Linked DNA regions of Muntiacus reevesi: region 1 is linked to region 2. Evidence: chromatin contacts called from public Hi-C data. All regions are on one chromosome and are shown on one strand. Each heading gives the region's core, a stretch centred on a gene start, on an enhancer-like site or on the middle of the called end of the contact. The rest is flanking DNA. Distances are from core to core; before and after follow the strand shown.

Region 1 (6,179 bases), core at 1,390-3,889, 230 kb after region 2:
CCTGGAAGGTTCCTCCCGTATTATTGCAAGGCTGGCTCCTTTTTATTTAAAGTTCAACGTCAGTGTTGCCTTCTCAGAAAGCTTTAGACTGTATCCCAGTCAGACACTTCCTATCACAACACTCTCAATCACAATCACAGATAAGAGCTGATTTTCTTCAGCTCTTATCAAAACCCAATTTGCTTATTTATCTGTCCCCACCCCACTCCAACGAATGCTCCATGAGAGCATGGACCTTACTGCTATGTTCCTCTTTGTATGCCCACTGCCTAAAATACTGGCTAGCAACTAGTAGCCTGTCAATAAATGTTTGTTGAATGAATGAATTTTGGACTTTTTATTCAATGATTCCAAATCAGTTAAGGTGAGAACAGTAGTCATTTTTCCTTTTGTTGCATTTCTGTGAAACATCCAAACATGCTATTACTTGTACAATGAAAGCATTAAATATTGTTTTATCAGGCCTGAAAGCCCTTATGAGTAGGATGGAACCCATTACGATAATTCTAGCAATATGCACATAAACTCAGTTACAGAGGAAGAGGATTTACAGACACTTTCTAATCATCAAAGGATCCCTAAAATTTGGGAACTATCTCTTAAAGTTCTTTAGAAAACAGTTCCAGATTCAAGAGGATTTCCAAAGAAAATATCAACACCAAAGTAGGAATCATTACACTTCACTCTGAAATCCCTACTACAGGCTAAAGAAGCACTACATTTTTTTCCCCCTTAAACCAACAAAACATCAACGAAGAGACCTTCTTTTCGAATCATTCTCTGCTAAATAATTTTTTCACATCCGTCACTGGTTTGTATTCTTCCCTGAAAGAAAACTAAGCAAATCACGCTGTCTCATGTAAGACCACCTATACACAAAGAATAAGCTAAATAAATAAGATGGAAATCTGCACAAGCCAAATGTGTCATTGAAGACTTGTGTGCCAGACACACAAAAGAAAAAATAAGAGAGCTATTGTCCAATTGTAGAAACAAAAGAGTAACACGGGCTTTTCTGTTCTCCAAAGTGCATCATGAAGTGTGGGTGGAGAGAAACAAGAAATCTAGAATTAGCCTAACATCAAATCATTTTGGAAAGAGTTGACAACATTTAAATTCCTCACACATAAAGTATTTAGAGCAAGAGACCTTGATTCCTGGGCTATGATGCCATTTAGGAATCCTTGCAAGGGCTTTGGAATTCCAGTATTCAGAGGATAAAACGCTCATTTTAATCGGGAGCGACCGGGGATTGAGAGGTACTCCCAAAGAGAGACAGCTTGTAACTGAAGTATTACAAAGCTTGCAGTTAAGACCTGGGATGGAGGCGGAACACCAAATTCAAAAGAGGTAACCAAGATACCAAGTGCAATAAAGGAAAAAAAAAAAAAAAACACCAGAGTTACCACCTAGTCACGGAGAATTAAAGTGGAAAGGAGGGCTATGCACGGGAGAAGATGGGGAGGGGGGGAATGGAAAAAAAAAAACCCCAATACATTTGTCACTCTGTCCCACTTCCTATACAGGATACGGGCAAAGCTTCCAGCCCCATCACCTCAGGCACAGATGGTTATCGTATATAGCAAAGGTGCATAGGAAAGACTTCAGGTCTGAGCCCCTTAATTCCAGGGCTGTTAATGATTAAAGAGGAAGATGGGGGTGGGGAGGTAGATGAGGGCGGAGGGAGCTGGAGATTCACCCACCACCTCTCGTTTGGGCTCCTACCTCACGGCGCTTACAAGGCGCAGAGGACCAGAGTCTGTACCCCCTCCAGGGCAGCTCCGGCCCCCAGAGCCCCAGGCCCTGGGTTGAGGGGTGCTGGCGGTGAGGAGGCAGGGACAGTAGGTAAGTTTTCTGAGCCCTGCAGCTGACACGCCACAGGCTCCCCTCACAGCCTCTCCTTCCAGCGGGACCAGTCCAGACAAGGAGCTGATTTCCACGCCTCCCCTTCCACCCCCCCTCCCTTTCTCGAAGGTACCCAACCCCCGCCCCTTCATCTCCCAAAGCCTCCCCTTCTCCTCAACCCCCCCCTCAAACTCACAGCTGCTCCAGAGGTTCCTCCAGTCAAACCCTTTCTGGAAACGACGGCGGCCCGGCGGGTCCAAAACACCTACCATCCCCGCTCGCGTTTCCAGGTTCCCTACCCCCTCCGCCGCCGCCGCCGCCGCCTCTTCTCCCACCACTGCCGCCGCCTCCCCTTCATCTGCCGCCCACCAGCGGCGGCCGCCCCGAAGCCCCGCCCCCTCCATCGCCTCCTGCATCATCACTTCCGGTAATCCCGCAGGCCGCCCGCTCCGGCAGGCGGAATAGGAAAGGAGAGAGGAGGGAACGAGTGGCAGTTAGCGTCAAGACGTACGCAAAGGCGTACGAAGCTGTCGCCAAGTAAGGGCAAAGACTTAGCAACGCAACGCCGAGGGAGGGCTAGGAAGAGATGGAGTGGACCATTTTTGTCGCTGGAATGGGGTGGCGAGAGGAGAACGAACGGGGGAAAAGGGAAATAAGAAAAGGATGAGCTTGGCTCTCTTGTTGGGTATACGGCGGAGCGTGATCTAGAGTTTGAAGCTGAACGAAGGGTCGAGCCTACCCTCGACTTGGGACTAATGCTCCCACAGAGGTCCGTCCGGTGGTTTGGTCCGGTCTGGCCTACCAGACCTGCTAGAGAGCTCAGTCCGCCGCCGCTCAGCTGCGCTCCCGGCGCCGCCTCTTCCCAGCCTGCCGGAGGCTGCGGTGCTTCTGTGGGTGGGGGAAGGCTGGACTGACGCAGAGTGAGTGTTGAGGATGGAGACGCCGACTCCTGGCGCGGGAAACTGGGAGAAGGGGTGGACTCCTCAGGGGCAGGGATGGGGTGGGGGTGGGGGGTACGACGTTGCTAGGAGACGAGCCTGTGTGACCCCAGCCTCGCGAGGGCTGCTTCGTGTCACCGCCGCTCGCCTCAGGAACCTGCTGAGGGAAGCGGCTTGAGGGCCAGGAAGGGGAGGCCTGGTTTGGGAACGCTGAAATGCCGATTTGGGGCCCATCTCTGAATGCTTTGGATTCCCCCAATGTATTGGTGAATGGGAGATTAATAGGGGCAAATCCGGAGGCGAGGCGTCTAGCCGAGGAAGGTTGACACAAACAAGTACCCTGCACGATACTGAGATTTTCTAAGATAATGAGAACTAGCTTTTTAAATCCTTTGGTCCACAAAAGATGTTGCTACGTGATTTTTTCGAGTCCGGGAGTAACTTAAAAAGTAAAGCAATAGGGTAGATACCAGCAAGAAATGTCCCAAAGGAAGTAATATCAGGTGAAGTGGTAGAAGATGAGGGGGAAATGAAAGTCGCTCAGTCGTGTCTGACCCTTTCCGACCCCGTGGAGTGGGTAGCCGTTCCCTTCGCCAGGGGCTCTTCCCAACCCAGGGATCCAACTCAGGTCTCCTGCATTGCAGGCAGATTCTTACCAGCTGAGCCACAAGGGAAGCCCGGAAGATGAGGGGAGGGCCACTCTAAATCGGATAGGGCTGTTCAAAGAAGGCCGGGTTTGCATAAGTCCCAGAAAAGAGGGAAGTTAAGGAATAAGTTTTCTAGGTGGAGAAAAGAACCAGCGGCAAGGAAACGGCGAGAAGGTCAGGTGCTTGGATCAGAAAGGGAAGAACAAGAGCCAGAGTGGTCTGTGATGGAGAAGTGGCAAGACCTGATCAAGCATAGCTTAGCCCAAGGTGAGAGCTTGACTGTTGGGTTACTGGAGGGTTTAAGGAGTGGCAGATCTCATTTACTGTTTTAGAAAATCATTCTTGGCTCCTGGATAGAGAAAGATACACGTGGTCAGACCCGTTTGGCAGCTGTTGCAGTAGGCGGAAGGAGAGGTGACAGTGAAATGAAAGAATTAAATTCAGAATGTATTCTGAAACTAGAACTTGCAGAACTTGTTGCCAAATTGGATGTGAAGTGTATGTGAAAGGATGGAACCAAGGATGACTCCTCAGAGAAAATAGTTTGAAAGGCACTCTCTTCTTTTAAACATACTAGTTTTGATAAGTTTGTTAACTGTCCAGGTATAGACGTTGAGAAGTTAAATATGAAAATCAAGGGAAAGCTCAAGAGAGATAATAAATGTAGCAGTTTATTCCTAAATCACCTAAGAAGAGAGTGCAGATAGAGAGGAAGTTCTCTGGGAAGCCCTATTTTTCTTTGTTAATCAAGGAATAAAAAGTAAATTTAAGAATGCAGGTGAAGTTTTGAAATTGGGCATATTTGGCTTAGCTATTGTGCTGTTAAATATTTATGTATTAAAACATAGTCTTGGTGGGGTGGGGAAGAGGAAGGCCACTAAAATCCTTGGGGCTCTTTACATTTAGAGATGATCCAGAGAAGGAAAAGCCAGCAGAGGAGACTGTACATATAAAGCCTCAAAGATAAAAGGAGGCCCTGTAATACTCTTGAATAATGGGACCCACCCTCATAATCATTGAGACTCAGTCTGGAAGTTCTGGCTCAAATCTCTTTCTTCCTTTCCTCTGCCAGCTGTTAGTGCTTTTGGACTCCTGCTTAGGAGGTTTGTGTTCACTGTAACAAACCTTACTTTGTTTATTGTTTATGGGTCTGACTATCCTGTGAACTATTTCTTCTTTGTGCCCTGTTGTCCTCTAGTTCAGAGCTTTGCCCATTGAGCCCAGTGTATAGGAACTCTGTGTCCTTAATGTATAAACCATGAATTTCAACACCTTCTGATGAAGGAGCGTTTGTCCCTGATGTTGCTGCTGCCTCCATGACTAGATATGGTATGGTTGATTTCATAAAATGTAGAAAGAGTATCAAAAGAATAATCAGAAAGGGCTTCTCTGGCTGTCCAGCGTTTAAGACTCTGTGCTTCCACTGCAGGGATTGCTGGTTCGATCCCTGATTTGGGAACTAAAATCCCATATACCAAAAAAACAAGAGTCAGAAGGCTTGGATTTCAATCTTAGGTCACTACTGACCAGCAGAATGGCCCTGTTCTTTGAGTTTAAGGGGTTACAGATTGGCCTAGATTACAGATTACAAACTGCCTGAAAACATGGTTTGGCCCATAAATTGATCTAAATTATTTTTTTTAATTTACTTGCCAAATTAAAAAATTCAATTTTCAGCTTCATTTGAAAAAGTGACAATCTGGCAACACCAGCCTGAGTTTCCTGCACAGCAACAGTCAGCTGGAGCCAGTGAGATTCTTTTCCCTTTCTCTACCTGCCTGACCCCTATGGACATTTGATTTGCAGTTCTTGGTTTAGAGCTCTGCTGTCTGTCTGTAGGCACAAGCTACATGCACCTATTTCGATTTAGATGAAGTAAAATTAAAAATGCGGTTCCTCAGATATACTCACCGTATTTCAGACACCCAGTGCCAGTGGCCACCCTGTTGGACAGCAAAGATAGAAAATATTTCCAACATTGGAGAGAATTCTGTTGGTCAGTGTTGGACTGGAGGAACTTAAAGATGCTCAGGTCTAATCATTCTGCACACTAAAGATGGATAGTGTGGATATCCATGGATAGTAAAGTCATTGCTCCTACTCTGAAGGAAATTTGTCTAGTAAGGAGCTCCTGTGCCTCTGCGGATGGGGAGAGCAGTTCATTCAATAGTTGGCGTGTACTTGGAAACTGTCATGAAGGGGGAGACCCCCTGTGCAGAGTAAGGGCTATATATCAGGTGGTTGGATCAGGGGTCAGGTGTATCTAAGGTTATAACCAGAGCCCTTTTGTCTGCTTCTTAATCCAATTCCTTAGGACATTATCACAAAGAAGGGGTTTGAATGTCTTAAATGTTTCGTGTTCTCTGACTTACCTAGTTCATTTGAAAGGTTCAAATCTTGGGTAGTTAGTTATGAATGAATGACTGGGGTTGATCTTTAGCATTGACCAAGTTCCCTGATGGCTCAGATGGTAAGGAATCTGCCTGAAATACAAGAAACTTGGGTTCAGTCCCTGGGTCAGGGAGATTCCCTGGAGGAGGGAATGGCTACCCACTCTAGTATTTTTGCCTGGAGAATTCCATGGACAGAGGAGCCTGGCGGTTGCAAAGAGTCAGACACGGCAGCAAATAACTCAACACCTAGGGCCCGCACGCACAACCTCCTACTTCTGGTAACTTGTTCTCATTTCCCTGATTGACCTTGTCTTTGTCTCTTAAAATATGGTGATAAGAAAGCAGTTACTTCCACT
Region 2 (6,119 bases), core at 1,788-4,287:
CACACCTTTGCAAAATCACTAAGAGAAACATACCTGCCAATTCTTTGATAACTTCTTCTCTATTCATATGGCTGTTATTCCGAGATTTGTATACAATCTGAAATGTTCCTTTGTTTGGGGCTTTAAACCATGGTTCCAAAAATGTTTCTGCATATTTTTTCATATCTTCTAAAAAAGCCTTGCATGTGCCTGAGATGGGCAACATTCGTAGAATAACCCGAGTCTTCTTCTTCTTGGTTTTGTATATATCTTGGAGAATATGATGCACCAATTTCTCAGGTTCTAAAAGAAAAAAATCAGCACAAAACAAACAGTAAGTTTCAAAGTCCTCACACATTTCAAACTCTTCAAACTGTCTAAAAAATTTTCATTGGCAGTGACATAACCTGACGGTAGATTAGAAAAACTTATGATAAAGAATTTTAAGCAACTTTAACCAATCATTTCTTCCAACTAATATTTCTTTGGTGCACTCTGTATTAATACTGTATCTAATATTTTAACTCCGCTTTTATCAAAAACAATTGTTCATGAAGACTCTGGAGTTAACCTATTTGTGATGTCTGATTTATCTGATGACAATGTCATACTGTTGTTTTCCTGTAACAGCAGCAACAATCAAACTAACAAACATTAAATAGAACATGTTTTACAAAAACAAAACAAAAATCTTCAAGTCACTTAAGATTTAATCAATCCATTAGCTAAGTTTGTACAGAAGTCTAGATTTCAGAGTCGTCCCTGAGCCACAAGATCATAATGTAGTCCTTAGGAAGCATCCTGACTACATACAATTCTATTTGGGGCTGTTCAGTGTTTTCAATATCTTTAAATTAGTTAACTACATTTAAAAACATAGAAACTTCCAGGTTTCCAACTTCTTTTGAAAAATCAGATCTAGCTCTCCTGAGACTACATTCCCAAATGTCTGGAGCCATTCCAAATTGGGAGAGCTCAATAGGACCTGCTCCTTTTAGACAGAACGATGTACTCTTGTTTTGCCTAAAGTTAAATACAAAGGAAGTGGCAAACCTAGGTTTCTACTCCTAAGCCCATGCTAGTCCACCACACCATTTCACCCTTCCATATGCCTAGCGCCAACACAGTGCTCACACAGACAGGATGCAATCAAATGATTAACTGAGCCATGCCCATGAAGCCATTTTGTAGGCAGTGTTCTGAGACAGGGTGATGTCCTGATATTATAGGATCAATAATCTTAGAGTGTATTAGTCAGACACACCTATCCCAAGTGTCCTGATGAAGACTACATTATTCGCTCCACTCTCCACTGACTGGAATCTTCTTAGACTCTTCTCTGTGGATGCCTTAATGTCACCAACTTCTTTCTTCAAGGCAGCTTCCACATCATCATCTTCTCCCTCACTTCCAGAGGGTTGTTGATCCTTATCTGCAAACTGCTTGCATAAAATTAATGAGCAGAAATGCCACAACAGCTCATGTTAAAAGCTCTTAATTAACTATTTATGTAAACTCCACCCCCAGGGGCAGAAGATGCAGTATTAACAATAAAGCTTTTTATTTAGACACCACCTACTCCAAAATGTGGAGAAAGAAGGGTGTTTCCTCAGACTACCATACGTATCATTTGAAAATGTTTTCTAAAGCATCTTGACAGTCTGGGACAGAGGGAAATGTGCTCACCAGATGAATCATTTCAGGGTGGACTTTAACCCTATCAATAGATATCTCTGTGCCTAATATAACACTCTCCTTTCATTAAGATTAAACCAAACAGTTATGAAGGTAAAAATCCTTTACACCTGTACTAGTAAAATAGTTGAAGAACTTGCTCAAGGTATCCATATAGACAGGACATGCACTTGTTGCCCAGTTCTCTGCTCCACTAGTGATGAATGTGATTGCCAATCAGGCACTAATCTTACACATTTATGGAGCTTTTTTTGTTTACAGGGATGTTTTATTACATACATATGCAATTTTTTTAGCCAACTTTCCAAAGTCCCATAACATTCTTTCTATGTAGCTCAGCAGAATTAAATAACATGCTCATTCTCTGAGCTAGTAAATGACAGTACCTTACCTGAATTTAAATTAAATAACCTTTGTACTATGCTCCTCCATTTAATTCCCTGGGGTGTGCATGTGTGTATTGGTCCGAATCCTAAACCAATAATATAATTATTTCCAAAATTGAACAACTAGATTTCATACGGTATTGTTATAAAATGTTTTTACTGCTTGAAATACATTTTTATATGCATTTGAGAAGAAACTAGCACTAGTACCCAAACCACTATTTTAGAGATGTTACTGCTTAGGACAAACACTGCACATTACAGCCATACTGTTCCAAATGGTGGCAAAAACCTTAAGTACGAACCAGTGTCCTGGTGAGCAATACTTCCCAAAGCCACGATAAAAAACAGATGTTTCTGAAAGAGTTGCAGAAACAACGCCTGAAGCAAAGGAAGCAATCTATACCTGGAAGCCACCGTGATTAACGATGGGGGCGGAAAACAAACAGGTGCGAGCATTTCAAGCACAAGACCAGGTAGGGATGGGGGGTGGACCAGGCGGGGGGAAATATACGTAGGCGAGGCCACGCCTCCTCACCGCCACTCTGGCGGCCAAATTCACGCAACTAGCTTGTCATCCTTCCCTTCTCCCTCAAAGGCCTGCCCTCCCTGGGACTGGTACCTTTTCTGGTCCATACATGTCGTCGCCGTATTCGTTGAGCAGGCTATAGGCCTCCTCCACGCACTTGCGCTCGTTCATGTTACAAGTGATAAGAATGCCCTGTAGCCCGGGCTCCAGCTGGCGGGGCCCACCGCCATCCCAGCGCCGAGCCCGCTTGGCCTGCACATACTGAGCCTTGCCTTTACGCTTCCCGCCGCCAGGCTGAGGAGACTGCTGTATGCGGGCCGCCATGTTAGGTTAGAGTTGAGGCCAGCAAGAAATGTGTTTCTCCACAGCAGTGGCCGCTGCTGGCGCGGGCTGATTACGTCAGCTGTGCGCGAAGACCTCCCCTAGTCCCTCCCCCGAGCCTCATTCCGTGCTACGCCGGGTCCTAATGCCGGTACGAAAGGGCGGAAGGCTGTGGCGCAGTGGCGTGAGGCCCCCCCCTCGCCGGGACTGACAGTCACTCTCCTTAGCCTCACCTCGGGAAGAAGCTGTTTTACCTGCTGTAGGGGCCGGCCACAGGTGGCAGCAGCTTACTGCATCCAGTAAGTATCAGCAAATCGGCAGCCCTTTCAGCAGTGCCGGTAGTGGCAGTTTCCAGAACGTTAATGCCGGTTCAAGCCTCCAGGATTCCCCAACTGGAAAGCCAGTGCGGAGAAGAAGGCAACAAGCCGGGCAGTTAGGCAAAGAAAAGGAGATTTATTAAAGCGAACTGAAAGAGTGACTGGCTCTCGAAAAGAACCCACCCTTCTGGTGAATCCTTCTTATACCCAGTAGAGGGAAACTGGGTCACCTGAAGTGGGGTGGTTAGTTTATCTTTAGCCTGCAAGTGGAGTTTGGCAGTCACGTAGTCCTGAGAGAGCCAGAAGTGTCCCACGGTAGGGTGATCTTATACTCTTGGGAAAGTAAGTGCCAGCGGTGAAAATAGGATGTTGCTTGAGCAATGTGATAAGTTTCATGGGTCACTGAGACTTTATCTTTTTTTGGCGAGGTTAGCACAATGAGGCCCCATGCAGACCTTATCACTAAGCATCTTTGGCACCTGTTCCTCCAGCCTTCCTTATAATTCTATCAGCTTTCCAAAAGTTTCCAATACATTCTTTTTTAGCCTGAATTTGCCAGAATATGTTTCTGTATGACTTACAACCAGGAATGGTGGGTTGCATACATGTTTCACACTGCTTTCTCTGTGATTTTATCCATAGGCTCAGCAACTATCATGTTAATATATTTATCTTGAAAAATCATTGAAAAGATACCCGTTTTGAGGTATGTGTTCAGGAGGAGTAAGTGCTCCCCACACTCACCCACAGTTACTACTCAGGTACAAAGTTGTTGCCAGTTTGAGTTGCCACAAACTCTAAAGGAGCTAATCTGCAAAAGGTGGACTGAACCTAGAGTCAATAATCTTTTTTTTTTTTTTTTTTTTTTTTTAATATTATTTTATTAGTTGGAGGCCAATCACTTTACAACACTTCAGTGGGTTTTGTCATACATTGACATGAATCAGCCATATAGTTACACGTATTCCCCATCCCGATCCCCCCTCCCACCTCCCTCCCCACCCGACTCCTCAGGGTCCTCCCAGTGCACCAGGCCCGAGCACCTGACTCATGTATCCCACCTGGGCTGGTGGTCCGTTTCACCATAGATAATATACATGCTGTTCTTTCAAAACATCCCACCCTCACGTTCTCCCCCAGAGTTCAAAAGTCTGTTCTGTACTTCTGTGTCTCTTTTTCTGTTTTGCATATAGGGTTATCGCCACCATCTATCTAAATTCCGTATATATCAATAATCTTTTATTATTGGTAAACAATCTTTTTTAGCCCCAGGTTCACCATTATTTCAAGAAACCTTATCACCATCTTACTTTTTGCTTTCACTTTTGCTGCCACCTTTGCTTTTCAGAATGTCATCTGTGGAGTTTGCATAGCATATATTTCTGGAGATCCTGAGCTGCTTGTGAAAAGCAGTCGCATTACACTGGCCGTGCTGTGGTGTTGTAGCAGTGGTCCCACATGGGACCTAAGGCATAAGAGGCCTTTTCCCTCCCTGACTCTGGCCCGCATGCTCATTGAGACAGACACCAGCTGTAACAGTCCCATTGAGCAGTGGTCAGGGCACCCCAGTGGGACCGCCCCTCCCACCCAACCAAGTGAGCAACTGTCAACAAGCAACCAGCTTATAGCCCTGTTTTGCCATTGGTTGGTACCACTGAAAGCCCCTTCCCCCTCCCTATTGTATAGAAAAGGACCCTGAACCCTGAGTGAGATGAGATGGTTTTTGGAGATTCTAGTCTACCATCTCCTCAGTCTGGTAGCCTTCTAATTAAAGTCATCATTCATTGCTCCATCAACTTGTCTGTTGATTTATTGACCTGTCATGTGTTGAGCAGAATGAGCCTGGGCTCAGTAACAAATTTTGGTGAGCCGGCCAGGAGTCATGCTGCTCGTGGTGAGCTGACCCCACTTGGGGAATTTTCAGATAAGGCCCTAGCAGCTGCCAGTACATTTGTCCTGAGGATCTTCCCTTCAATATTTCCTGAAGTGGCACAGGCTGCCCCAGTGCTTGGCAATTGGAGCAAAGAATTGACATTTGGGAGCTGACAGGCTCCATATAGTAAGGTAAGTTGCTCTGGTGTGTAGAGCTGGGAACATATTCCCCTCTCAATTTGGGCTTTTCCTTTAAAGGAAAAGCCAGCTTTCAGGGTACCCTTTTGAAAGGGGGAATTGTTGAATTTACCTGATTTTGTGAACTGGTTCATTTGCTTTTGTTTTTGTGTCCATTCATAATGGAATCTGTTTGTGTCTTTGGTGTTAAATTTCTGTTTTGTGATTCTTGAACTTATCAATAGGGGAAATAGTCCACCTGTCCCTAAGAAAAGCCCTTTGGGCTGTATCCTAAATAAATAGGCAAGATATAGCTGTGGGCCCATAACTAAGAAAGAGATGATAGCCTGTTGTAATGGTGTGTGGTCCCAGTATACACTAGAATCAGGAAATCGATGGCCCTTAAATGGCTCACTTAGTTATATGATCTCACAATTAAAATTGTTTTGTGAAAGGGCAGGTAAAAATGATGAGATCCCATAGGTAGAGGCATTGATACTATTACATCAGGAAGAAAAGTCAGAGGGCTACTGGCTTATGGTGCAGCAATCTGGAAGGAAACATCTATTCTACAAGAGGGAGAGGGAGAAAGTGAGAGTGAGGATATTTTGTTTCAGAACTTAACCCCAGCTCCTCCACTGGTGGAGCAACCAGTATATCCCCTCCTTGTGGAGATCAATTAGGGGTTTCTATGTTAACACTCAGGGCACAGGAGCCTGGCTTGGCATCATCATCCAAGACCCTGTAGGGAACCCAATTTGGATTGGGAGCCACTTCTGGAGCAGGGCAATTTCCCTTGCACCAATATGCCATCAGTTCAGTTCAGTTCAGTCGCTCACTCGT

The links. A called contact is a pair of places that touch in the nucleus more often than the background predicts.
Region 1: a Hi-C map of muscle shows a contact between it and region 2, with 6 times the contacts expected there. The contact joins the promoter of LYRM1 here to the promoter of ACSM3 in region 2. A contact is called at or near these places in 2 of 3 Hi-C or Micro-C datasets (blood and muscle).

What each region holds. Positions count from the first base shown.
Region 1 is chr2:197,281,003-197,287,181 of mMunRee1.1, forward strand. It overlaps LYRM1 (LYR motif containing 1), which reads left to right and starts at 2,640. Exons shown (of 4, transcript XM_065924471.1): 1 at 2,640-2,765. DCUN1D3 (defective in cullin neddylation 1 domain containing 3) reads right to left here and starts at 2,200. Exons shown (of 5, transcript XM_065924468.1): 1 at 2,042-2,200. It also overlaps the pseudogene LOC136157376.
Region 2 is chr2:197,050,380-197,056,498 of mMunRee1.1, forward strand. It overlaps ACSM3 (acyl-CoA synthetase medium chain family member 3), which reads left to right and starts at 3,038. Exons shown (of 14, transcript XM_065924457.1): 1 at 3,038-3,209. THUMPD1 (THUMP domain containing 1) reads right to left here and starts at 2,989. Exons shown (of 4, transcript XM_065924461.1): 1 at 2,683-2,989; 2 at 1,244-1,421; 3 at 34-282. The coding sequence starts at 2,913.